Regions from separate parts of the Zea mays genome. Here all the other regions are linked to region 1. Evidence: chromatin contacts called from public Hi-C data. All regions are on one chromosome and are shown on one strand. The core of a region is the stretch at or near the end of the contact, and the rest is flanking DNA. Distances in the headings are between cores, read along the strand shown. Region 1 holds the start of LOC100280388. Region 2 holds the start of LOC100284310 (RALFL33). Region 3 holds the start of LOC100276375. Region 4 holds the start of LOC100192461.

Evidence for each region. A called contact is a pair of places that touch in the nucleus more often than the background predicts.
Region 2: a contact with region 1 is called in a Hi-C map of endosperm, with 3 times the contacts expected there. The contact joins the promoter of LOC100284310 here to the promoter of LOC100280388 in region 1. A contact is called at or near these places in 9 of 25 Hi-C or Micro-C datasets (bundle sheath, ear, endosperm and 3 more) and 1 of 3 datasets of contacts at active chromatin or transcription factors (seedling).
Region 3: a Hi-C map of endosperm shows a contact between it and region 1, with 2.4 times the contacts expected there. The contact joins the promoter of LOC100276375 here to the promoter of LOC100280388 in region 1. A contact is called at or near these places in 2 of 25 Hi-C or Micro-C datasets (endosperm and tassel).
Region 4: a contact with region 1 is called in a Hi-C map of tassel, with 1.9 times the contacts expected there. The contact joins the promoter of LOC100192461 here to the promoter of LOC100280388 in region 1. A contact is called at or near these places in 2 of 25 Hi-C or Micro-C datasets (ear and tassel).

The regions. Positions count from the first base shown.
Region 1 is chr4:22,250,844-22,256,486 of Zm-B73-REFERENCE-NAM-5.0, forward strand. It overlaps LOC100280388, which reads right to left and starts at 3,926. Exons shown (of 2, transcript NM_001320553.1): 1 at 3,414-3,926. The coding sequence starts at 3,917.
Region 2 is chr4:22,448,063-22,453,646 of Zm-B73-REFERENCE-NAM-5.0, forward strand. LOC100284310 (RALFL33) reads left to right here and starts at 1,565. Exons shown (of 1, transcript NM_001157205.2): 1 at 1,565-2,297. The coding sequence starts at 1,721. The coding sequence ends at 2,050. LOC100276521 reads left to right here. Exons shown (of 3, transcript NM_001150287.1): 3 at 1-581. The coding sequence ends at 240.
Region 3 is chr4:22,100,136-22,105,474 of Zm-B73-REFERENCE-NAM-5.0, forward strand. LOC100276375 reads left to right here and starts at 2,993. Exons shown (of 2, transcript NM_001371566.1): 1 at 2,993-3,156; 2 at 3,259-3,787. The coding sequence starts at 3,034. The coding sequence ends at 3,534.
Region 4 is chr4:22,483,552-22,489,130 of Zm-B73-REFERENCE-NAM-5.0, forward strand. It overlaps LOC100192461, which reads right to left and starts at 2,313. Exons shown (of 4, transcript NM_001137681.2): 1 at 1,333-2,313; 2 at 1-265. The coding sequence starts at 2,175.

The sequences.
Region 1 (5,643 bases), core at 2,676-5,175:
TAACATCCTGTCCCCCCTACCATGGTTGTGCCGCTGGTATTGGTGTCCGAGGAAAGAGTCCACAACATTTCCCCCCTTGCCAACAAAGGCTCATCCACGAGCTCTACTGCTGGAAACTGCCAACTTAAAGTCCTCAATCTGCTCCCATGTTGTGTCAGCTTCTGCACGCCGTGTCCATTTCACAAGAAGCTCTCATACCCCTTTGTTGAGTTGTGCCCTTATGGTCTTTTCTAGAGTTGGGATCACCCTCCCATGTAACATCTCCGGAAGAGGTACCATATATGCTGGTGCTGAACCTTCAAACTTTTTGAGCAAGGAAACGTGGAACACGTCATGATACGGGCATGAGATGGCAGCTGCAACTTGTAGGAGACTTCACCAATGCACTGCACTATCTGATAGGGTCCAAAGAACTCTGGCCCCAACTTAGAAGGTGCGGCTGCTATTACCCTGACGGCTGTGTGTTGCTCGAGGCGTAACCAGACCCAATCCCCCACCTGAAAGTTGACCTCCCAGCAAGTCTTGTCTTTGTACTGCTTCATGGTAACTTGGGACTGAATTAATCGCTCCTGGATCTCAACCAGAAACTCGTCCTTATTCCCGAGCCATCAACTGCTTGTCAACAACAGCCACTCTTGCAGCCCCTGGCTGGTAGGACAGCAGCGAGAGCGGTTCTCTGCCGTAGAAAACTTGGAATGGAGAGCATTCTAGCGACGTTTGAAAGTAAGAGTTATAGCAGAATTCAGCCGACGATAGCCATTGCAACCAGGATTTAGGCCGATCTGCCAAGCACCTCAAATACATTGTGATCACCCGATTAACAACTTCAGATTGCCCATCTGATTGAGGATGAAAGGCAGAACTCATGCAATTGTACTCCACTCCAGCTAGCTTGAACAGCTTGGTCCAGAAAGAGCTGGTGAAGACTTGTCTCTGTCACTGGATATGGAGCAGGGAAATAAATTGAGCCATGGAGGCGTACAATCCTTTCAAGGAAGGATTTGGCCACACTAACTGTTATGGATGACCCAGGGCAATAAAATGGCCAAGTTTTGAGAACCTGTCTAGTGTCTACCACCGTGAGTACGACTGATTTGCCACCAATTTTAGAGAAACCTTCAACGAAGTCCATAAGGACGACACCGGCAGTGGCTGCAGCAAACCAGCAGGGTGGAGGTGCTCTGACTTGTGTCGCTGGCAGGTTGTACAACCACCCACAAACTCGCATACTCGACGAAGAATGTGTGGGCTATAGAAGGACGCCCACCAAAGGTTCACTGTCTTCTCAATACCCACTAGGCTGGTATCATTGGCAAAGGAGAGCAGTCGCAGCCACAGGAAGGAAGCATCAGGGATAAAGATCTTGCCATGGAGCAGAAGCAGCCCATTGGCTTTGAACCAACCAGCAGCATGTGCCGTCCCAGCCTGTAGTTTAGCACAGACCACAGCCACTTGTGGATCAGCCATGACCTCAGCTCGTAGAAAGTCAGAGATCTTTATGTTGGAGCGGATATGTTGTAGATGTCTGCCGTCTCTTCATCCCAAGATAGCGCATCAGCAGTGCCATTAAGCTTTTCAAGCTTGTATGCCACCTCCAAGTCATAGCCAAACAGCTTGCTGACCCACGTGTGTTGGGGGATTGTTGTTTTGATCCAAACAGAACTTGTTGTAGTGGACCGTGCGGTCAACAAACGGGCGACCCCAGATGTATGGTTGCCAATGACGAACTGCTTGTACCAGAATAATCAGTTCCGCACGTATGCCGGCAGTTTCTGGTGTTGAGGTGCCATTGATGCAGAACCACACCAAACCCTGCGTCCGATGTGTCGCAGTCAATGATGAAGCGGCGCTCCATGTCTGGCTTCTGCACCAAGGGGACGGTCATCAGGGCCTGTTTGAGATGCTTGAAGGCCTCTTCTGCTTCGTCCGTCCAACAGAACACCTCGCATTTCATCAAGGCCATCAATGGTGCTGTGACCTAACTATAGCCGACAATGATTTTTTGGTCGCCAATGATTTTACACCCCTATCACAATGACATGTGAGCCAGGGTGTCAAATCTTGAAAGGCATGAGAATTAGGTGTCAAATCTTGAATTTTCTCACGTACATGGAGGTCAATGCGTAGTTGGTCTCTGATATCAAATTGATATGACGTTGCCACCATGGTGTGTGTAGAGGAGTGTAGCAGCAGATGAGATTGAAGGATGGAATCGAGTGGATATGGGGCTCGACTGGAAGTGGTACTGCTGCTGTCACCACGGCCATACTGAATGCTGGCCAGGGTGACCGAAGAAGTCCCACTCAACTGGGGAGACTTTACTTCTTCGATGATTTCCTAGGTACATGCTAAAGCCCCTTTTATAGATCAGGAGCTCATCTACTAACAAATTGGGATAAGCCCAATCTAACCAGGGGTAAATATGACTCGCTAACTAATTAGGATAAGCCCATTGCTAACTAAACAGGGATAAGGATGACTCCCTGTTATTCTCATCTACTAACTGAAACAAACTAGCAACAGCTAACCTCCCCCCCCCCCCCACAAAGCCACGGTTGCGTCGCTGGTACTGGCGCCCGAGGAGAGAGTCCACAACACATGTACTTCAATCAACCACTTGCAAGACAAGGATATCATAGCCATATGCACAAAAAAGGAGACAGACAGGTATTCCAATCAACCGTTTGCAATACAAACCCCACTATTTAAGAATTTCTACCACACTGCGAGAACATAACTCTGCATTAATAAAAGAGGGAAAGATACTGCAGCTAGAGAGCATTGTGTGTATATAGAAACAGGAAGATCATTATAGAAATCAATGCATAATATCATATATCATCTCTCAAAATAATGATGTCACCACAAAAATACAAGGATGGCACCATATAAGCACAAAACTTCAGAAAATTTAGACATCCACAATGACAAAGATAACATGTAATGAAGATTAAGCATCGTATAGATAACAATTCTTACGATTAGATGGCAACAAAAGCAATTATATAATCATAAACCTACTACAGCTTCAAATACTAATCCTTTCAGATGTAATTTGTCTTCATAAAAACATAACCTTTCTGTGATACAGCAATAATACACTTCATAACCCAATTTACCATCATACATAATCAGGTTACAATCCAACAGCCACAAATCAGCAGGAGATAAAAACAGCTATCAACCACAAACAAGTTACAATCAAATAGGCAGAGTCTATGCAATCAACAGAATAAAAACATTACGTTACAATCAAATAGCCACAGATTCTATGAAATCAGCACATGATAAACATCTATCAACCACGAACAAATCCAATGCAGATCTGTATGTAAACTTCCAAACCCTAGCCGAGCATAGATCTAATATATGGCTCCAATACAAATAGACAAATTGGAGGTAGGATCCTTTACCAAGATGAGGTCGAAAAGCGTGGCCTGGTCGACCTTGACGAAGTCCGCATCCCAGTTCTTGAGGTCCTCACCGGAGGCGGCGGTGCTGTTGGCGGAGGCGGCACCCACGTCGTCGGAACCGGCCTTCGAGGCGGCGGCGGCGGCGGCGGCGGCATGTACGTGCTTGTTGCAGTACTCGATTACCTTGGATAGGATCTTGGAGTTGACGTTAGGAAGAGGGATACCGTTGTCGGCGCAGTCATCCTCGATCATGTGGCGGATGGTCTGCGACTCCATCGCCACCGCCTCTTCCACCTCGAACTCCTCGCCATCGGAGCTTTTGAGGGTTATCATCTTCTTCTCGCCCTCGGCGGCCATCGATTCGATCGGAGTGGGGAAAGGTGGTGTGCACTCGGCGGATCGGATCGAGGACGGAACCCTAGCTGCTCCAGAAAGGAGGCGAAGAGTGGGGATATATTGGGGATAGCGGCGGGGTGGGTGGTCGGGTGGGTATATACGGAACATATCAATCTGTTAGAAGTTGGTATCGATCAATCCAGCACGTCCAAATAAATCTGACGGTTATATTTAATCCGTACTATCTAAAACTTAGTAATAATTTTAAGTATAGTTTTAAGTTTACCTTCTTCCATCTAAGATCTTCTTTAATAAAGCTTTGTCTTTTCTAAAAATACTTTTAGATCTGACTTCTCTGTTAAAACTGTTTTTTAAGAATTTAAAGAATACAAAACGGTAAAACAATTTCTATGTTATTTTTAAAAAATTGTCTAGTTACATTAGTCATACAGATGTCTAGTTACATTAATAATATAGTCAATCACAACTATTGTGCATGTGGATCGAAAGACAAAATCAATCAATAGTGGAATGGTCTTTGTAAAATATGTGAGAGCTAAAGTTGGTTAAACTTTTTTTTTTGCTTCCCCTACTAACACAAACGAGAGAAGTGGTCTTCACATGAACCCATTTCAAAAAATATTATTTGGTACGACTTCACTAAATATTAGTGCATCCAGAGCATAAGCCACCTTCGAAAAGCCCTACCAAAGACCCCAAAATAATAATCATTATTGGATTTTAATTGAATGTGTCATCTCAATTAATTACATGGTTACCTCAATATAATTAACTGCAGAAGATCTATTCTCATGTGTGTATAACCATCTAAAGTAGATCCAACAAATGTGCGTCGTCTTTGTATTTCTATCCATCTATATTATCCTTGTAAATGATATGTACTATGGATGTCCAACTAAGCCTACTAAAGAAGTCCTAATGGATGGATCCATGACTCGCCTATAAGCCCCTAAGGAAGGTATGTAGAGAAGAGGCTTCCTAAAGATCAAATATGGAAAGCATCTTGAGTGAGTAAGAGACAAACTTGTAAACATAGAGGTAGACTCATGTATTACTTGGTAATTGACTTGATTCATTCATGAACTTGGTAACTAGTTTGGTGTCTCCCATGTAATCATCTTCCCTTCTTAGGATATAAAAGGAGAGGAGGAACCCTTGAAGATCAAGATACAATAGACCACCACATACAAGGTATAGTGCATTCATATTGAGAGCTCGAACCTATCTAAACCATTGTGTCTCTCGTGCTATAACCTTCAAATTTTGATCTCGTGACATATCTCGTTAATTACTGTCGAACAGTCGTTGACACTTGGTGTGTGAGGCAGCGGCTCACAAATATCAAGCAAGAGTTGATGACATCCATGACATTTGCATCAGGAGACAAATTCACATTTGGTGCCTTGCAATTTGCCACAAGCAAGCTAGGCAATCTTGCCATCTACGACGTTTGGTTCATCCTAGACGTTCAATAGTGTAGATGTCATACAATCAAGACCATTGTGATTCACTCACCATTATGGTGGCTTTAGATCACTCAAATCCCTTGACAACATATAGTGTGGGATGAGGAGCCAATGCATAGTTAGAGATGGTACAAGTTGTCTAGAGGGGGTGAATACGCAAAACCTAAAATTTATCACTTAAACACAAAAATGATCCCAATTTAGAGGTTAGAATAAGATATGAGTTAATCGGAGTGAGGGGAGAAGTTCTTCTACGTAGTTGCTCTTTTGAATATAAGGATTTTAAATTTAAGCAACAAAAGAATGTATAAAGAGAATCAATCGCAAGAGAACTTAGGGAGGAAATGAGTAAAATAAATTGCAATGGAAAGAACATAATAGAGACACGACAATTTATTTACCGGAGT
Region 2 (5,584 bases), core at 315-2,814, 190 kb after region 1:
GATCCAAAGACCTTGCAGCTTTGCGCGAAGCTGCGCTCATCGGAAGCTTCTAATCTCATCGAGAGGCACAGCTGGGCTCTTTTTGGGGGCGACATGGAACTCTCCCAGGAGAATGATGAAGCGGTTATACTTGATCCTTCATCCCTGAAAAGACTACTGCTTGAAGCCATCGCATTCGGTTCCTTCCTCTGGGACGTCGAGGATTATGTGGACGAGATCTTCAAGTTATCGGATAGCTGAAGAAACTGCTACAGAAAGCTCCTACAGCCTTTGTGGTTGTGGATAGATGAAGCCAGCTGAAAAGAGGAGCTGCAGTTCTTTTCTCTAGATTTGTATATATGGCTGGCTGTTATGTACATGCATATACATCTTCATCTCAAGTTTGCTTTTTGGAGGGAAGCTTGGACGTGCCCTACAAGTTTTTTTTTGTAAGTTATGTCATCTTACACTAGTACACAATAGCATCAGCCTATCAACGCAGAGGACGTGTGACATAATTTTATGGTCCCAAAATAACTGGGCATTTTGCTAATCTAGAACGACATTATTTTGGAATGAAATGAGTTGTATCAGCATTTGTACCTTCAAATTAGTTTAGTTTGAAAGCATAAATCTGATAGGCCTATTGGGCTTCCGGTTGCAGCACTGCTGGGCAGTTATTCTACCACAAGGGATGCAGCAGCAGCCATGACAGCACTGCATGTCTCCAGCAGCAGTTTACCTGTTTCTTATCTCATCTTTTATTTTAAACTTTATTATATGAATAATACATATATCTTATCTCAATTTTTTATTTTAAACTTTATTATGTGAACAATATGGTTGTAGTGAAAACAATATTTTGCACAACTATAGTATTTCTATTTCAAACTTCATTACGTTAATAATACAGTTTACAATGCAAAACAATATTTGCGCAACTATATGTATGATCTGCTGAAGACAGTAACATCACATCTTTTATTTCAAACTTCACTAAGTAAACATTACAATCTGCAGTGTAAGAAACTGCCGCTGCTAAGTGTGCTTCTCTTGTCTCTCAGATCAATAGCAGCAGCAGGCGGGCAGCTGCTGCTTACTCATGCAGCCAAACACTACACTATTATTAGGTACCATTAACATTATTTTTAAAATAAACTTACTTAGATTTAAAATGATTTAAGTCATCAAGAAACGAGATAAGTTGCTTTGGAACGGTGGGACGGAGGAGAAAACAACTTGGACTCCATTCCTGTCCATATTGAGGGCACTGTCAAGTGACATGATATCCAAAGCTTGTGCCAGGCAGGCATCGTGACCACATGAGCTGCCAAAACCCCATGATGGCACGGCACCTGAGGAATAGCCGCTTCTCTGAACTTTCGATAAGAAAACAATTTCAGAAAAGTTCCAGTTAGTACAAACCATTCGGTCGTGGTAAAAGTAACATTTGAAGGAAACCTCATCCTCTCCCCATTTGAGATATTCCCTCGCTCGCTCAGCAGCAGGAGGCAGCGGCTGCTGTCAACAACAACTGGCTGTCCGACACCGCATTTAAGCTTCACCCTCCCCTCGGGCCTCCTCCACTAAAACTCGGATAGATCTCAGTGCAGTGCTTCCCTGTTCCCTCCATCAAGAAACAGCAAAGATCCAGTGCAGAGAGAGAGAGAAGCGCCATGGCACTCTGAACAAGAAAAGAAAGAGCTAGAGAGATCTCAGTCAGCCAGTCTCTCACAACACAATGCCGGCAACCACCAAGCCGATCTTGCTCCCAAGGGCGTGGGCAGCAGCGCCACTCCTCCTCCTGCTGCTGCTCGTCCTGCACGGGAGAGGAGGCCACTGCGTCGGCATGGAGGCGGCGGAGCTGGAGATGGACTCGGAGGCGCACCGGCGGCTGCTGTGGGAGGCGACCACGGGGCGGAGGTACATCAGCTACGACGCCCTGCGGGGCGACGTGGTGCCGTGCTCCAGGACCGGGGTGCCCTACTACAACTGCCGGATCTCGACCACCGCCAACCCCTACACCCGGGGCTGCGAGAGCATCACCAGGTGCAGGGACGCGGATCCCTAGGCTCTTGCTTTGCTTGCTCCGTCGCCTTGCAAAGGGAAGTGGGTGTGGGGCTGCTGCTCCTCGCTCCTTCGACGCTGCAGGGCGGTGTTGCTGCAAATGCTTACTAAATGAAGTGTATTTTATTCTGTCTTCTTCTTTTTTCTTTCTTCCTCTTTTTTTTTCTTGGTCGTCCTTCCTCCTTTGCCGGGATATTTAGTAAGTGTAGTAATGAAGCACTAATACTAATGGATGAATCTCGTGTGCAAGATGTTGATGAGCAATGCTACAGATTACCGGAGAGACTTCATTGAGCTTTCAGATTCTTCAAAAAAAATGTTTTTGGGGAATATGCAACTGATGAGGTGATATTTTTTTTAAGAAAATTAACCAATACATAGCTCAGTTCGTCTCCCCAATGCGCTGTGTTGAATGAGCCACCTCAGGAAATATGCCTGCCTTTCAGCATGCCTGGTCTGGTGCTGAAAATGCTGTGCATTCAACCAACCATCCGTAGGCCTCACATCGTCACATGGATGCACCGACAAGCTGCAAAAGTGTTTTTTTTTAAGAAAAGTTCAGACTGCCAGAGAGCGCGCACAGTTGGGACCCTGAGGCCCTGACAAGAAATTGACTCTTGTCTGCTGCAGCTGGCACTCCGGAATTGGTCAACTACGTGACTGTAGATAGATATTCTTGTGCATGCCGACATTGGCCAGTTTACACTGGTATAAGCCAGTTACTGCTAATTTTCAAGGACTGTTTTCAGCCGATCATGTATATGCTCATACAAATCACTGTTTTGTTTTATACTGTAGACTATATTATTTACATGATCTAACTTGAAATAGGAGATCATATATATGACCATAAAAACACTATTTTATATTAAGATCGTATATAAAATCATACAAACCGTTATTTTATATTATAGACTTGAAATTTGAAATAAGAGATACATTGGATAAGTTGATCATAGACTGACAATGCAGTGAGCACCAACGCATTATTTAGGGCGTAGTGGAGTGAAGACGTCGCTGGCTGTTGTGCCGATGTGGAGGTGATATGCTGCTGAAAAGCAACTAGCTAGCAACACAAAAAGTAGCTGCTCTCGTATAGTCGTATGTTTACCCAAATAAAATCAGAGTGGGTTTGTTGGTCGAACGGTTCAAAGGCGCTGTTTCACCACCTGTTATTTATATAAATCGTTAACTATGTGTCACTAGCATCACCTCATAGTGGTAAAAGGCCATATGCTACTCACAAGTGGCGAAGGTAGAACAAGTTTTAAAGGAAATTGCATTTACCACCTTATAGAAGCATACGAATTTATTATATACGTGCATATGATGAAATTCTAGCAGATTTTGAATTTTTTAAGGTGCATTTGCACCCCCAACCACAATTCAGCTTCGCCCCTGCCACTCATGGTGGCAAAAGGCATATACTAGGTGGTTGGCTGGTTGCCGTCGTGTGGGAGAAGATATGCGGAGGGAAGAGTAAAGAAGATCAATCAAATATAATCTAACAAAAGTAGACACCACATATTAAACAAATTCTTAGTTATCTGCTACAGTATCTCTCTCAATAATTGAAAAGAAACCGAAAAGATGACATTCGATTATCTTCATTACCACTTGATAAATTATATAAGAGGAGTGTTGTAGATGCTATTAACACTTATTTGGATCCGTACCAAGGAGACACGCTACGCTTGAGTGTAACACCCAAAATCCTATTTGGGATTATGAAAACTCTACAAAAAAGATTTAAATTAAAATATCTTCTAATAAGGATTTTTCTTACTTCTGGAATTATTATTTTTAGATAAATAGATGGCAATTTTAAATTTTGATGGTTCAAGTTGAATTATATATATATAACTAGAAGCATTTGTAGACATGAATAAATTAATAAATAAATTAAATAAAAAAATGAAACCTTGCATTTCGTGCTGGAATTTTTGTTTGTTCATTTGGATTGAAGTTGAAACTCCAACTTAGATTAAAAGGGATTTGAAATTTGTATTTAAAATCTAAAACTGGAATCTGAAATGAAAACAGAAAAGAAAATTAAAATATGAAAAAGAAAAGAGAAAGACCCATTTGGGTCGAGACCTCGATGCTGGCCCATTTCTTTCCCCACCCCTTCTCATGCTGGGCGGCCCAACATCTACACTGCGCTGGTCCCCTGAGAGCGGGCCCACCCGACCAGTCACGTAGCACCTCCCATCGGCCAGTGACATATGGGCCCAAGTTGTCGGCACAAGGTGAACAAGAGTGGGTGTGTTGTCTCGCTGGTCTGTGGGACCGTGATGTCGGATTTCACTCTTGCACACGAGTACAAGGACCTCTGGCCTCGTTGGGAGGGGGACCAGGTTCGCCAAAACCTTCGTCCCAACGATCTCAAGCAGAGTTTGTCGATTGCAACCAACCTTGCTACCAACTGAAGGTCGTAACAACCCTTGGACCAGGGTATAAATTTAGGCCAGTGATCGCCTCGCCCATCTCGTCCGTATTCCGTAAGCCATGCCAAAGAAGCTACCCTAAGAGCCACACAAAGAGTGTCGTCGTGAGAGAAGAGAGGGATTTGTGTCGCCGCCGTCATTCTTTGCCTATGCGATCAATCATAGAGCAAGATGTGGCTAGGGGAGTCTCCGGTGTGCACCGGTCGTATTCATGGTGGTTATGAGCGCTGAGAGTGATGGAGAGGAAGGGAATTGCTCGCCAGAGTAGGAGTGCCACCGTGGAACTAGTACGCCATGGGTAGGGATCTACGCCACATGGCCATCGGTAAGGGACCTCTCATGCTATCCGCCTTTACTCTCTCTTTGTGTAGCGCTAGGAAGATTCTTGATTGGGGCACTAGGGGGCAGGTGCGCGGTACGTCGGTGAGGCGCCACCGAAGAGTAGGGCATCGCCGCGCCCAGACCGTCGTAGGTAAAGGAGAGTGGTCTTGGCCGTTGATCAGCCCATGGACGGTCCCAATTAGAATCTGGTGTATCCTTTCGTTCCATCGAAACAGAGCCGCAAATCTTCTAATTGATGGTATAGGGCAGATCGAGCCATAATAAAATCCCGAGTGTGAATCTTTGTGATAGCTTGGCACCAATGGATGGTGATATCCATCCCCAAGGCTTAATAGAATTAATAGAGTAGTCATATCAACAAGGTGCATCTTCTTTTTCGGAAGCCTACCTCAAAAAAACCTCTGGGTTAAGCATGCTTGGCCTATAACAATCTTGAGATGGGTGACTGACCGAGAAGTTTTCCTGGGTACGCACGAGTGATGACAAATTGCGCACAAAAGACTCGTGCTGGTATGTGGGATGGTCGATGATCCTAGAGGGTTGCTAGAAGTAAGTACCACTGGTTTGGGAGTGGATGAAGTGTTACAAATGATATCAAAGCCGACCCTCGCGGCTTCATGGGTGTGTGTGGGCTAGGGATTCGAGCATATGGCGCATGGCGCGTGTGGCCTGGAGTGGTCACATGGCATGACATATGACGACACTGGACATATAGATGTGGCCAAGAGGGGAGGTTCCTGGCTTGGGGT
Region 3 (5,339 bases), core at 1,743-4,242, 150 kb before region 1:
CTTCCGGGTCTTAGCCCGAGTCCGAGCCCTGGGTCGGGCGGAGCGGAGTTCGCCGTCTTCCGGGTCTCAGCCCGAGTCCGAGCCCTGGGTCGGGCGGAGCGGAGTTCGCCGTCTTCCGGGGCTTAGCCCGAGTCCGAGCCCTGGGTCGGGCGGAGCGGAGTTCGCCGTCTTCCGGGTCTTAGCCCGAGTTCGAGCCCTGGGTCGGGCGGAGCAGAGTTCGCCGTCTTCCGGGGCTTAGCCCGAGTCCGAGCCCTGGGTCGGGCGGAGCGGAGTTCCCTATGGCGCCTTTGGCAAGGCCTGACTGCCTGTCAGTCTCACTCTGTCAAGTGGCACTGCAGTCGGAGTGGCGCAGGCGGCGCTGTCCTTCTGTCAGACCGGTCAGTGGAGCGGCGAAGTGACGGCGGTCACTTCGGCTCTGCCGGGGGGCGCGCGTCAGGATAAAGGTGTCAGGCTACCTTTGCGTTAAATGCTCCTGCGACTCGGTCGGTCGGCGCGGCGATTTAGTCAGGGTTGCTTCTTAGCGAAGGCAAGGCCTCGGGCGAGCCGGAGATGTGTCCGCCGTTAAAAGGGGGGCCTCGGGCGAGACGGAAACCCCTCGGGGTCGGCTGCCCTTGCCCGAGGCTAGGCTCGGGCGAGGCGTGATCGAGTCGCTCGTATGGACTGATCCCTGACTTAATCGCACCCATCAGGCCTCTGCAGCTTTATGCTGATGGGGGTTACCAGCTGAGAATTAGGCGTCTTGAGGGTACCCCTAATTATGGTCCCCGACAAAAAGTAAAGCTACCATGATTAAAAACATCGTACCATTAATGTTCATTGAATGGGCCCTCTTGGTGAAGCTCCCTGTGTTGGGGCCTTCGGTCATGATCATCTTGAGTAAGATGACGCACTTCCTCAGCAGCTTCGTCGATTTTCTTCTGAAGGTTGGCCAACCGGGCCATCTTCTCCTTTTTCCTTTGCACCTGCTGGTGAATGACTTCTAGGTCCTAGATCTCCTGGTCCAACTCCTCCTCCTGAAGTGTTGGACTGGTGGCCTTTCTCTTTTGGCTTCTGGCCTCTCGGAGAGAGAGAGTCTCCTGGTTTGTGTCCAGTGGCTGCAGTGCAGCCCTTGGCGCTGTTGTCTTCTTCGGCGCCATGACGAAGGTTGATGCTTTGCCGAAGATTGTGGAAGTGAGTACACCAAAGGTGGGCACCAATGTTGGGGACTTGTTCTTAAATGCTATGAGTTAAGAACAAGGCAACACAAAATGTTAATGGTTAATGCCCTTCGTCCTTCGAAGCATTATCTCCCTTAGGATATAATGATCTTCAGACGAAGGTCATGAAGGATGTACCTTCATCATTGTAGTATATATTAATGAAAGAAGTAGCATATGAAACATGAGAGATAACATGAATAATCATATGACATCATTAATATATCTTAATTATATCATCATGAATGAACGTGAACAATATTGAATTATATTTGTACCTTTGGCTTGACAGAAGGCAAAAGTCCAAGTGTGGCGCACGAGCGAATACAAGTCAGCGTGAATAGTACGAGGGTACTGTTCATCTATTTATAGGCACAGAACGCAGCCTGTGTAAAATTACATTCATGCCCTTTATGTTTACTATTGACTTAAGGACAATCCAACGAGGACTAGATAGCCTTTTCCCCTTTAAGTCAGTTCCTTTTTCTACCGCTGAGCCAAACTTCCTTGCGCGTAGCTTCGGAGCTGGTTCAACCTTCGGCCGACCATGCTTTTCATATTGTGTATAGCTTCATCCCGAGTCCGAAGGTTCCTGTACATATATTACACTTGGAAAACATTGTTAATCATGTTTTTGAGGACCTTCGGAAGACGAAGGCCCCTAACAAAAAGTATTAGCACGATGGCCGACACACAGATATACAAATGGCACTATGGCCGTGAATCACATTTAATCGGTATCCAATCCAAATTTAATCACATTTAATCACATCCAAATTTAATCACATTTAATCGCATCCAAATTTAATCCAATCCAAATTTAATCACATTTAATCACATCCAATCCAATCCAAATTTAATCACATTTAATCACATCCAATCCAAATTTAATACAAAACAATTATTTACCGCGGTCGGGGCGATGGTGGTGACGGTCGGGGCGATGGTGGTGACAATTATTTACGCTAGTCAGAAAATCATGAAACTTGTCCACATGTCATGATATCATATGTAGAGGTTGTGTTAAAAATTTGAGAATGTTTCGAGAAAGTTGTGACGCACTATGTGTAGAAACCTAATAAAACCTCTGTGACAAGTACACTCGGCAAAGAGACTGGCAAAGGGGTCCAGTGGTGCTCCATTTGACGAGTGCCAGGCAGATAGGCACTCGGCAAAGAATCTCGTTTTGCCGAGTGCCGGTTTGTGGCTCTAGACACAGAGGTTGTCGTAGGGCCTACCGAAGCTTTTCTTTGCCAAGTGCGAGGCTAGCAGGCATTCAGCAAAGTCTTTGTTACCGTCAGGTGTCGTCTCACAAGGACTTTTCTTTGTCGAGTACCAGATAGTACTCGTAAAAGACTTTACCGAGTGCACGGCATAATACGCTGTCGCAGTTTACGAGTCTTATTTATATGCGGCATTCGGTAAATTATTCAGTTCCGGTAGTGGCTACTGTACTGCGTCTATAGTGTTTCCCTCGTAGACAAAAAAAAACTAGCTGCTGCAACTGCAAGCTCAAGCGAATGGTATCAGTAATATTTTACACGGTAACATACATGATCCGGTGGACCAATTAGCACCGTCATAGAGGAAGTTGTATTGGTTACTTTGAGATGCTCTCAGAGAGTCACAGCACACGGCTGTACGTCCACTGCAGCGGTGCACTGCATCATCGCATCGCATCCCCTTCCTGCTCGCAGCTGGCAGCTGGCTGCTGGCCTACTGCACACTGCACTGGTCTGCTTCTGGTCGACTCGGCGCGAATAAATGCCACGCCTCGCCACAAAACCCCGCTTCCTCCCTCCAACTTTGCACAGTCTGCGCACCCTGCCACGACGAGATGGCTTCCTGTTCCTCATCGCCACGGCCACCCACCATCCCTCTCCTCCTCCTCCTCCTCTTCCTCCTCCTCCACTTCTCCTCCGTCCTCGCCGCACCAGCTCCTCCAGCCTTGTCACAACAGGTACGGCTCCCTCCCTCCCTATCTCTCTCTCTCTCTCCTTCACGCCTGTGTGGGGATCGGTTTTCTTCCCCTTCCTTTGGTGTGATGAGCTAATAACTGCAGGCTGGTACCGGCGGCGGCAATGCGACGGATTCGGCGGCGGCGTGGACGCCGCGGCTGAGGAAGACGTTCTTGGACGGCGGCATGGAGCGCTGGCGCGGGCGGCGGCTGGTGGGGCGGTTCCAGGTGTGCGCGGTGTGCACCTGCTGCGGGGGCCCGCACGGGATGTGCATCCCGGCGCCCTGCTGCTACGCCATCAACTGCAACATCCCCAACCGCCCCTTCGGCGTCTGCTCCTTCACCCCGCGCACCTGCAACTGCCTCACCTGCCACCTCTAGCTAGCGCTCGCCGCCCTGGATCCATGGTTTTGCTTGTCTAGCTGGTCGTGTCGTTTCGTTGTCGATGGAAGGGATATTCGTGATTCGTTCATTTGGGGGACAGATTCGACGAAGAGTTCATCCTGCCCTAAAACTGCTTGTTTGTAGCCATGACTCACAGTTAGTAGCAGTATGGTGATGGTTGGATTAATCCAGCTTTTTTTTTTCTGCACTTGCTTGGTGCTCTTCAACTTCAACTGTAGATATTATCAAGTCCTGGCATCTTTTTTTTTGTGGCCCCAGGGTAGTAGACTAGTAGTCATGAACTTGGTTTCACGGTTCTTGATTCTGCACATGGCAATGCCAGTTTTCCACAATTTTCCAGCGCGGTTTAATAAAATTATTCAGGTATTTTAATTAGCATTATTGTTGAGGTTTTTAATCCAAGGGTAAAAAAACTGCCAGATCAATCAACATGGATGGAAATGGCCCACTATCCCACCAGCAGCCTATTCAAGTCTTGATGAAGTGCACTAATGCGTCTTTAATGACAAACAAAAACAAATGAAAAGCTAGCGCTAAATCGTTAAAAAAACAAATAGAACCCGATCTGTAATGGTTGCATAAAGTGCCCTCTTCTCTTGTTGTCCTTAAATTCTTGTACCTACAAGCCCGATCTCTTCTTCAATTAAAGTAGCCAATGGAGTGGTTGGCCATTGCCAGTTTTTTTTTTTTACAAACTTGTTTTCGTCTCAAGCCCTTCTCTCTCTCTCTCTCTTGAGTGTTGACAATACGTTCATGCTTTCAAGGCACTGTCGTTGACACACGTCCTGGACTCTGTTTCCATCCTAGTATTTGCCAGTTTGCATGTCTGTGCATTACACCTGCCACATACAAGACACTTCGCCTATTGGCATGTCACATGTCTTTTCCCTCCCCCTCTCTCTCTCTCCCCCGTTACCGATGTAGATATTATGTATGTGTATTCGAATTTGATCTGTGTCTGAGATCCAATCTGTATTCGAGTCTGAGTAAGAGTATTCAGTACCTCATCGTATCTGATTTATATCTATATCTCCGATTTATATCTATATCAGTATAATTAAATTTGGATATTTAAAATATCGGTATCTATTCAAATCTCATCCGACACAACTCCATAATATCTATATCCAAATAAAAAATATGAAAACAAATATGGTACAAGCATTATCCGTCCGTATCCAATTCGATTATACCCCTACTCGGCGTGACTCCCTTTGATAGCGAAATTGTATATCACTGATCGCCTTTATGGTCGATACCGACTCCACCACTAGAATGGTACCATCTGCCCGTTTACACGAGACATTTTCTATTTCGTGTCATTTTAAATTTCATAAATTAAAAAAAATCAAAAAAACAGGTCTATAAACAGAGGAGTATTTGAACTCATTCACATATCTCACACTTCATATTTCTCTACCACCTCGTACTCATCTCACTCTTATTTTATTCTAGTATACCATTATTGTGATGTCTTTGTCGAGTTCGGACATTGATATGACCAAAGACAAGGTAGTCTATTTGTTGTATCAAGCTTGCCGATGTATCTTAAAGATTCTGGTCTTCGCATGATCATTGCGCTCCTGGAATTTCTCGAGGGTGGACCAGATCTCGTGAGCCGTAGACAAATGTCCGACTCGCTCAAACTGACCCAGCTAGAGGCACGAGAACAAAGTGTTGCGAGCTTTATTGTTCGAATCATGAAACTCCACTTGAATTGGAGTGATTCGTTCACTTGCAGCATTGAACGCAACAACGAGCCAAATTTTCCAAACTCGATA
Region 4 (5,579 bases), core at 1,063-3,562, 230 kb after region 1:
CATAGGCCTTGAAGCCAGGCGACATAGTTTGCTGTAGAGCAACAGCAAGTGCAGCAATCTGGTGGTTGTGAGGGCCACCTTGGAGAGATGGGAACACTGCAAAGTTGATCTTGTCTTCGTAATCATAAACAGCACCCTCAGGCTGGCCCTTCTTGGGGGGCTTAGGGCCTTTCCTGTAGAAGATCATGCCAGCCCTTGGCCCTCTGAGGGACTTGTGCGTGGTTGTGGTAACCACATCACAATATTCAAAAGGATTTGCAGCTTCCTGAAATGGAGTAAGGCAAATAGTGAGATTTTTTTTAACATAGATTATTCAACTAACTAAACATTTGCAATGAATAGTCTCTTCAGATCTCCTCCGGACTCCAGAGCTCAAAAAAACAAATAATATCACCTTCTGTACTATGGCCCTAGAATAATACATTATCTAAGTGCCTCCCGACTCCAGTACCCAAAGGACGATACAAAAGAATTAGCGAAATCATGTCACTTCTGTACTATGACCCTAAAATAGTGCAGTAGCTCAGTCTACACACCAAAGTTGAGTTAGAAATCTGTATGTCTCATATTACAGCATATTGCTTATTAGATTCCACTATGGATTGCTTATATATGCATGATCATTGCATAACAGAAGTGGGCACTACTGTGACGTTAACATGCATGGACCCAAATTTGATAAGCAATAATGTACACAAAGATGCGCAGTGTGATTTGCTAAAGCACACTAAGCACGAGTTCTCTTATATATTGTCGTCAAAGAGTAAAAATTGTTAAGACCTCGTGCAAAGGTTTCAATTGGTACGGTGACTATCTGAGTACACAGGTTCATATCCATTGAGAATAATCCAAAACACCAAAATAAATGGAACAGCAGATCTATCACCATCAAAGGAATATATTTTTACACGAACTAAAGCAAGCCAAAAATATCCATTTCCATGACTGCAAGCCACATTTTGGTATATACAAAACAAGGCAATGTAAAAAACGACAGACAGCAAGCATCCATATAAAATGTTCCTAAATCATTTAACTTGCAAAACACTCAGATCTATATTATGTGATTAAACAATCCAAGGTGATGCACAAAACGACAGACATACAGCATCCATATAAATATTCATAAACACTCAGATCTATAATATTCAGTTAAACAATCCAACATTTCGATCGGCCACCAGAATTAATTGCCTAAATTAGATCCCAAGTAGAATCTAAACCACCACATGTACCATCCATCGCCATTTCAACAGGACTGCACAACATAAAGATCCAATTTCATGGAACTAACTGGTTAATCGAGATTGTTGTAATCAATGAATGTTGTACCTGCGCGGCGACGAGCCCGCTGATGTGCGCCATGTCGCAGAGCAGCAGGGCCCCGACCTTGTCGGCGACGGCCCTGAGCTTGGCGTAATCCCAGTCCCTCGGGTACGCACTGCCACCGCAGATGATGAGCTTGGGGCGGAAGTCAAGTGCCTTCTCCTCGAGCTTCTCGTAGTCGATGTACCCCGTTGCGGCGCTCACCTTGTACGGCAGGCTCTCAAAGTAGATCGAGGTGGCGGAGATCTTCTTACCGCCGGCCGTGTAGTACCCGTGAGTGAGGTGTCCGCCGGAGGGAAGGTCGAGCCCCATGATCCGGTCGTGCGGGTTGAGCAGCGCGGTGTAGGCGGCGAAGTTGGCGGGGGAGCCCGAGTAGGGCTGCACGTTGACGCCCCAGGACGCGGCGTCAAGGTGGAAGGCAGCGAGCGCGCGTGACCGGCAGAGGTTCTCGATCTCGTCGATGACGTCGTTGCCGCCGTAGTAGCGGGCGCCGGGCATGCCCTCGGAGTACTTGTTAGTGAGCGCGGAGCCGAGCGCCTCCATGACGGCGAAGGAGGTGAAGTTCTCGGAGGCGATGAGCTCGATGCCGCGACGCTGGCGCCGCTTCTCGCGCTCCAGGAGGTCGTAGATCTCCGGGTCGGCGCCCGCGAGCGGGGTTAGCCCCCATGTGGCGACGGGGTCCATGGCGGCTGCGTCGGCGCGGGAAGAGGTGACAGGAGTGGTGGCAGCGAGGAGTGGGCGTGGGCGGGGGCGGGGGCGGAGGCGGAGGCGGAGGGAAGGACGGGGGAGGGAGGAAGGGGCGCCGGGATATATAGCGGTGGTGGACGGGAGGTGGGCGCGTGTGCACATGTGGGAGGTGGGTGGTGGTGGACTGGTGGTGTTGTTGGTGGAGGTGCGGTGCGGTGGGGTCGGTGCGAGCGAAGACGAGGTGTTCGACAGAATGCGGGGGCGGAGATTGGTGCGGTCGGAGGGGGTTGGTGTGGGCGCGAGACGCGGTCTGCTTGGTCGGGTTGGGTCTTAATGAGCTGGGCTTTGATGTGGGAACTATAGCTAGGAATCGTGTGTTCTCTTGCCTTTTGGAAAGTGCTGTGATAAAAGAATATTAGTGATGCTTATAACTTTTTAAATGACTAATAACGACTATGCTATGCATTGTCCAGTGGATTTCATCAAATTAATAAACATATGGGTCGATATGTATATATAAGTTTTTGGCTAAGCTCATTGTTAAATACACCTTTTGTAGTCAATTTCACAAAAATAAAATTTCACCACTAGGTATATTGTCGCAAACAGTCGATGACGCTACATGCACGAGCAGTGTATGAGCGTTACGCAAGCCACTGTCGCTACAGGTCCTTGCTAGTTCCATTGTTTATCCAGGGGCAGCATATAAAGTGTAATTAAATTTGAAGTTTACCTTTTTCTATGTTATTTTTATCACTAGTGAGTGTATATATAGAGAAAGATATATCCTTATTGCCAAGACGTGGTCAAAGATTCTGATCAAAAGGTCCCACGCATCTAAGTTGATTATTGACTTAGCCCTTATACTTCATATATGCCTCGGTGCGGCCGGGAGATAAGCCCTCGAAGCTCATCGCGTTCTAGGACACCTAACGGATAAACTCTCTATACCCTCATGTCCCGGGGCACCTAGGAGATAATAGCTTAGGGCCTCTTGAGCCTCGAGACACCTAACAGATAAGACTCTGGACATGCGCTTCATAGGACAAGTAAAAAGATCTCGTGTCCTCTCACGCTCCAGGGCTCCTAGTGGATAATACCTCAAAGCCTCTCACGTCCGAGGGCGCCTAACATATAAGCTCTCGAGACCCCTCGCACCTCATGGCACCTAGTGGATAATCCCCAAGGCTCCTCATGCCTTGGGCACCTAACATATAAGCCTCCAAGGACCTTTGTGCTTTGGGCACCTATTGAATAAGATCGCAGGGCCTCTCACGCCTTGGGGTGTGGATATGGCAATACACTTGGATTACCAAGGGTCGTATGAATAATAGGGACCCGTTGGGGCCATATGGGACCAAGGAGTGTCATAAAGCAATATTGTAATAGACAAATATAAAGGTACAACACATTAAATGTGGGACATGTGACACTACATGGCTTGAAACACACTACCTTACCTACAGAGCACTTGAGGGCTCTAAGTCAGGCGTGTCGCAATCCTAAGACCCTAGTAATGTGTGCACGACATACTAGGAGGTACGATGAGACAGAGGGAAGAGCATCATTAGCCTATCATATGTGGACAATGTGGATACGACGCAGAAGCTCATGACAAGACATTAATACCTACCTTAGAGGAGGGTATGGCTCATTAAGTTACCAAAGGGTAACCTCAGTAGAGGCACATTAAATACTAGGATATGTGTAATCTATGACCCTGACATTCATGATGGGCACAACACTTATCACACCCGGTTTAAGAAGGCAAATAGAATGTAAACCATGTACATGCCAGGATCAAAATCGCGTTCACAACAATTACATAAATGTCATACAATTGCACAATGCTCGAAAATAAGTTTATTAAATTGTATTACAGGCCATTGTCTTAAACATCACATAGTTCAACATGCTCATGTGGAAATTTAAACTAAGATAACTTGAGCCTCCATAGGCACCTGACTAGGGGAGATCACTAGCTTAGTCCTCAAACTCATTGTAGTCTTGGAACTCTTGGAAATCTACTCCAACGGCATCTTCTTCATCTGAGCAAGGGTTGCACCGAGGCAACCTAATGTTTGTATGAAAGCAATGGTGAGTACACGACATACTCAACAAGTGCCCTGTTTGGCTAAGGTGGACTAGCTTTATGTGGGGCTGTCTAACATCAGTTGATTTTAGTTCATCAGGTTATTAAAGTTAGCATAAGTCAAGTTTCAGCATTATCTCAGAATTATCATCCCATGGAAACATAACTTCTCCAAGATTCATTCCATCATTATCATTATCATAACTAGAACCATGATTACTCTAATCAATGAAGCTTCCAAGGTCACTGACCGGAGTGATGGTCATGTTGGCCAGCCTCTGGCTTGCCCTTCTTGGGGCAGCTAGCGATGAAGTGGTTGGGGTCACCGCATTTATAGCTGAAAGTCACCTAGAGGGGGAGTGAATAGGCGAAACCTGAATTTTACAACTTTAACACAACCCTTGATCCCTTGATTAGCGGTTAGAACAAGATGAACAATTATTAGAGTATAAAACTAAGTTCTTTGCTTGCAAAAGTATTGCTTTCAAAGAATGAGGAATTAACACAAAGCAACACAACTAAAATATCTATGGAGAATAAAGCAAGAGGGCTTAGATAAGAAGAGGAAAATCACAAGTTCTTTCTTGCAAGGTGTTGCTTATATATATGAGAATTTAACTTGAAGCAACACAAAGCAATATCAACAAAGCATAGTGCAAGAGAACTTAGAGAGGGAGAAGACAAACAAATCACAAGCAATAAACACAAGTGACACGGGTGATTTGTTTTACCGAGGTTCGGTTCACCAAGAATCTAATCCCCGTTGAGGAGTCCATAAAGGACATGAAAGGGAAATGGCCTTAAACCATTTCTTATATTTTGGTGCTTGATGACCTTCACAACCATTCGGACTAACTAGTTTGCCTAGTCTCTGATTCACAAGTTCATAAGATCAACGGTCTAGTTTCTAAGTCACAATTAGCTCAGTTCCAACCAAATAGGGGTAAAACATGGAATAGATGAACTACCAATAGTTCTACTCTTTGGATAAGTTCTAAATACCCCGAGGAATCTATTCAACACAACCTATGGACTAATATGTTTGCTAGTGTTTATGATTATAGTTCACATGATGCAAAGAAGATTGGACTAAGGCAATGAGGATGCAACACCTCAAAAGAAAACATAAAAAGAAGTAGAGAAGTCCAAGACTCAAGAACAAAAGAAGCCCAAAAGAATCAGCGAAGATATCCAAGAAAAGGGCAGTCGGCCAACACAATGGTGGTACACTGCACAGTGAACAGTCACATGTCCGGTGTGCACCGGATTGTCCGGTGGGACACCTGGCAGTCTACGAAGAGAGGACCACGATGGGCTCTCTCGAGCTGTGGCACCAGATTGTTCGGTGTGCATCGGACAGTCTGGCAATGGTCAGATCCAACGGTCGACTGCCGCAGACCTCAATGGTCGGCCGACATGGCCAGGGCACCAGATTGTCCGGTGTGCATCAGATAGTCTGGGTAGCGGTCGGATC